Linked DNA regions of Ctenopharyngodon idella: region 2 is linked to region 1. A link is a contact called in public Hi-C data. All regions are on one chromosome and are shown on one strand. Each heading gives the region's core, a stretch centred on a gene start, on an enhancer-like site or on the middle of the called end of the contact. The rest is flanking DNA. Distances are from core to core; before and after follow the strand shown. Region 1 holds the start of scamp2l (secretory carrier membrane protein 2, like). Region 2 holds the start of myo9aa (myosin IXAa).

What was found. A called contact is a pair of places that touch in the nucleus more often than the background predicts.
Region 2: a Hi-C map of muscle shows a contact between it and region 1, with 3 times the contacts expected there. The contact joins the promoter of myo9aa here to the promoter of scamp2l in region 1. A contact is called at or near these places in 2 of 2 Hi-C or Micro-C datasets (both in muscle).

What each region holds. Positions count from the first base shown.
Region 1 is chr7:46,812,124-46,814,823 of HZGC01, forward strand. It overlaps scamp2l (secretory carrier membrane protein 2, like), which reads right to left and starts at 1,405. Exons shown (of 9, transcript XM_051901341.1): 1 at 957-1,405; 2 at 282-359. The coding sequence starts at 1,013.
Region 2 is chr7:46,956,448-46,959,147 of HZGC01, forward strand. It overlaps myo9aa (myosin IXAa), which reads right to left and starts at 1,402. Exons shown (of 44, transcript XM_051899197.1): 1 at 1,062-1,402. senp8 (SUMO peptidase family member, NEDD8 specific) reads left to right here and starts at 1,497. Exons shown (of 2, transcript XM_051899198.1): 1 at 1,497-1,645.

The DNA of each region.
Region 1 (2,700 bases), core at 155-2,654:
AATAAGACTTCAAAATTAATTATATCTCCATTATGTTTTTTTTTTTTAAACACTTATTCGTCAATGACCCATATACAGTAGGATCTTTGATTTGATTATTATTTTTTAATTCCAATACGATCATTTTGGTTCCAAATTATGACAGAGAAATATGATCCTGAACACATTCCTTTAGATTTGTACTCATTTATTTGACTAGGTATAAAGCTAAGAGCAGGAATTGAGAAATGCTTCGTGATTTGCAGGATGAAGATGAAGATGAAGATGAAACTCATGCTTACCAGAGCACCGGCCGTAAACGGGTTAAACTCTCCCACGCCATCAACTGCAGTGTTGGTCACCTGAGTAACTGATGGATCCTGACAGGAACATGAAATATGACTATTTATTTAACACTTTGTATGTTATGAACGGTTTTTGGACATGCGCCAAGGAATTCTTGAAAATACTTTGGAGTGTCATGTATCATAAAATCTTCCCATCTGATACCATAATGCCACAGTGTGTTTTTCCCATCTTTTTTTTTTCTTTTCATTTTTGGTAGGCCAATTATAATTCGCAAATGTAGGCGACACGGTAAATAAGATGCACCTGTTGGATTTGTACACTTATCGCGTGAAGTGACGGATCGTTTTGAAGAAAAATGCTTTTGTTCTCTACATAATGATGAACACTGTTATTATGGTCACAACCGTAGCAAAAACTCAGTTGTTATATTTAAACACAACTTAAAAAATAAATAAAGACAACTTAAAACAAATTAACACTTCCTGTATCGTCATCGGAAGGTGATTGGCTTGTCTTCCCAACTGTGAAATTTGATTGGCTGAGCGCCTGTCAATCTCTCCTTACCCCAGTGACTCCGAACCAAACAAACAGGTTTAGAGTGGGGTAAAAAACTCCGGTAACAAATTACATATTACGACTAAAGACATAATAAATCATTAGGTATTTACCTGAAAAGGGTTGACATCAACTGGTTCGGCAAAGGGGTTACTATCGAATCCAGACATTTTGTCTTGCGGCTAGCACAGGTGTTCTCGTGCTCTGTGTACCTGCCAGCGCAACTCCCTGAGCGCACACACCTCGCTGCGCATGCGCGATGCAACCAGTCGTCACGCCACCGCAGGGTTAGCGATCTAGTTTGGATCTCATGTTCCAGCTCTACTTACACTGCGTGAAATGAATACTTCTTGAGTTCTGATGTAGAGTTATACTACTAAACGTGCAATAACGTAACATTTATGGTATTATTTGGAGACCTGCAAAAGTTTTTTTTTTTTTTTAAACCTGCCAAAACACCTTCAATTCAGTCTCTCTCTCTCTATATATATCTCTGGTCAAATCAAAATAACTCGGCTCCTTTGGCAGCAGTAAGGCAGGTTGAACAGCTCTCACACAATTACAATTCCCTTAGGCCAGATTCATTCTTTTGTTAACCCCCTAAATTAGGTATCATTCCAAAGCTTAAACACTCAAAATTTAACTTTTTTGAATTAGACATTGCGTTATCATGCGGACTCCTCCCACTAGTGGGCGGTGTTATGTTTCATATTACATATTTTAACTTTTATAATAAAAACTTTTTCCTGGTCTTGACAAAACACATATCGTCGGAAAGGTCTGAGACTCAAAGTTCCATATTTGGCGACTGTTTTGTGATATGAGTGAATGCATAAAATTCAATGTAATATGCATGTCACCCGGTGGCTATTTTTGGTATAGCACCTAAACAAAATCTCATAGGAACTTTAATTTTTGTGATATCAACTTCAAATGTGGAACAACTTGGTTAGACATTTTTGAATTTATAGTAATTGTGGAGTTATCGAATCTTGTTTCCACCACTAAATTAAAAAAAAAGATAATTGTGAATTCTCACAATTCTGACATTTTTTTCTCGCAGTCTTTTTACTCAGAATTGCGAGATATAAACTCACAATTGCATGATATTAAGTCAGAATTTCAAGTTATAAAGTCAGATTGTGAGATATAAAGTCAGAATTGAAAGACACAAAGTCAGAATTGCGAGAGTCAGAATTGAACGATATAAAAGTCAGAATTGCGAGATATAAAGTCAGAATTGAAAGATAAAATCAATTGAAAGATATAAAGTCAGAATTGTGAGAATCAGAATTGAACGATATAAGTCAGAATTGCGAGTTATAAAGTCAGAAATGAAAGATAAAATCAGTTGAAAGATATAAAATCAGAATTGCGAGTTATAAAGTCAGAATTGCGAGATATAAAATCAGAATTGCGAGATATAAAGTCAGAATTGAAAGAGATATAGTCAGAATTGCGTTATAAAGTCAGAATTGCGAGTTAAGTCAGAATTTCAGATATAGTGTCAATTTTTACTTTTTTCCTCGCAATTGCAAGTTATCATGCAATTCTGACTTTATATCTCACAATTCTGAGAAAAAAGTCAGAATTGTAAGATATAAACTCGTAATTGCCTTTTTTTATTTCATGGCAGAAACAAGTTTCCATATAGAGCAAATATTACTTTTTTACACTTTAATTTCAGCAATAATCTGCTGAGTGTCTTGTTTAGAAAAGAGACCAACCTTAGTTCTGTATTCCAAAACATTCATGAATTACAACCATTTAAGTTTGGATAGTGCATTTTCACATCTATACTCTAAAAGGGTGACATTTAAGGGGTTAAATTAGAAGAAACTAGAGCAGGACAAACAG
Region 2 (2,700 bases), core at 152-2,651, 140 kb after region 1:
TGGTTCAGAAGCATGCATGCAGACCACACTCGGAGGTTTAGCTCATTTCTGTGGTGTCGTATACAAGGCCAGTTGTCAGAGTAAAGTCATGTCTTGGCACAATCTCTAACAGCTGAGACAGACCATTCACATTCCTCTGATCACCTGTGCTGCATGCTGGGAAAAACCAACAACACTGGCACCAATCAGAGCAAACTTTCCCCTTAATAGCTCCAAAATACTTCGACAAAACAAAATCAGCCCTGAGAAAATGTAAAGTGATCCCAAACAGCATTTCTAAATGAATGAACCGCAAGTATCAAACCAAGTGGTATTTATTTTTAAGAGCACAAACACTTTTCGTGCACTTTCTGGACACTTTGTGGTAGTGAAATGTTACATGTTGATGAAGTGCACCTGTGGTTACTCACCTGAGTGAACTGACGTCATAAAAATCACTGCGACACCAGATGGTTAAAAGTCATGCAAGGGGGAAAAAAAAAAAAAGCTGGAGCATCATTTGGTTTGATATCTTGCCATTTAATTGCAATGACATGCACACACCTTTAACTCTGACTTAAAGCGTTGACATACTTTTAGGACCACTTTATCTCTAAAAACACAGAAAAAGAGAGAGAGAGAGCAGTGCATGAGAGCAAAATGAAACATTCTGGGTCCGGATGACTGTGCAGATTTGGCACATGATTACTGCAGTACTGGCGCTGAAGTGAGTCCTTAATAATACATGCACCATCATCATCATCATCATCACCTCCACCCATGACATCTGTCACACCTTAAAAAGGGGTTTATTTAAGCGTCAGTTTAAAGTTGTCCTGGCACAATTATACTAGTTACCCCATTCACTGGTTATGCTAATGACATTGAAGCAAAAGAAATATCACAATATAGTGTTGCACGTATGCCACGAGTGAGCGCGCGCACGTCCTGAGTAACCGTAGACATAAAGCAGGAGATGCGGGGAAACTTCGAGTCAACATCGGGGTCATGGTAAACGACAGCGATAAGTTTGTTTGTGTAATTCGCCGAAAGCAGCATAAGTGTAAATAATTTCAACACACCTCTCTTGAGTTCAGTGTAAAAATCCACTTCTCCTTTAAGGACAGATCAAATCCAGCAGCGCAGCTCGAGTCCACTAATATCCCAGAATTGTCTCTCTCAAATTATCCGTTGCAACTTTCCCGTGTCCGAACATGCGCGCCACTCTGCCATTTTGATTCAAAAATGACTACAGTCTTCTTCCCATTGAAATTTCCCGAACAGTGCGGCGCTTCTTTTCTCGTGGGAGTCGCTCGCTTAAACTCCTTTCTGTTTTTTCTGCTTAATCAGTGCTGCTTCTCATCAGTGTCCAGACGCGCGCTGCGCGTACTCGCTGCGGCTCTTGGAATCGGGGGATGGGCGGGGTCAGCTGCGGCGATGGGCGGTGGCTGCCTTTCAGTGAGGCAGTGTCGTCACGTTGCGATAAGCCAATCACAGTGTGGCATTGGAAAGAGGCGTGCCCCTCAACACTGTCGCAAAACGTGTAGAAGCGCGACATTTTTCTATCACAACAGTTAATGGTTTACGGCACCTGCCCTCACTGCGCTTGTGGTAGGGGAAAGTGGACGTTATGCGAGCTTACTTTGGGGACTGTTTCTTTTGCAAGGTAACAAACTATATGTTGTCAATGTTATTATTAAACAGATGAAGAATTCGGAGAACTTTGAAATGTATTTGCTTTGGAATCGTTGTGTTTGTTTGGCCTGTGTCAGCGCGCAGTGCAGTGGTGATCTGAGCGATGAGACAGTTGTACTTCAAGTACAAAATAACAGTCTAATATTTTAAAGTTACCTACATATAATACAAGCAGCCAGAGGATGTACTTGAAGTAAAGTAAATGCAATTAGAGTGGCAAGAAAAACAGAAAGTACTTTATTGGCGAAAAGTATTGTGTTAGTAGACTGGTACATTATCAGAAATAAAGAGTTAAAGTCAGTAGGAAATCAAAATAGACTATTCTTGTTTTGTTTTGTTTTTTTATTGAGTATTGCAGTATTTATTATAAATTATTTATCCATGCACATTATTATTCATGTGCTTTGCAATCTTGAATCAAAATAACTTCCCCTCCCTCTTGCAGCCACATCTCTTTTCTTTCTAATGATGTGTTTATTGGCGCGAGGGCGGGGCAACCTGTCAGTCAAATGAGATCCACCAATAGGCCCTTTTCACAGACCGTGATGACGCGTTTTAATGTTCATCTGTATCGTAAATCCTGCAAAGTTTTTTTATATTTTAATTTTAAAAAAAAACTCTAACACTGTACCGGTATCGGCTGATATGTTCATTTTTAATGTTATCGTTAGCGGCCCAATAAGAAAATTTGGCCGATATATTAAAGCCGATAAATAATGGATTATTTCCTTCAGCTGAGACACTTCAGATGTGCACTGTTCACCATGATGGGTTTGAATAGTTTGAAATATGATTGAAATCACTTCAAAAAGGAAAATACAGTTAAGTTTAACATGTACAGTGCACGTCTGTCATATAGGCTACATACAATTTAATATTCTCATTATAATTTTATCTGTAGATCGTGAGAAAATTGCAATTTTAACCAAGGCTCCGGGACACGTGAGGAGTCGCCTGTCAATTGCGTCATACCCGCATTACCCTCGGTTTCCGGTTTCATTTTATTTAGTAGAAACCATGGAAACA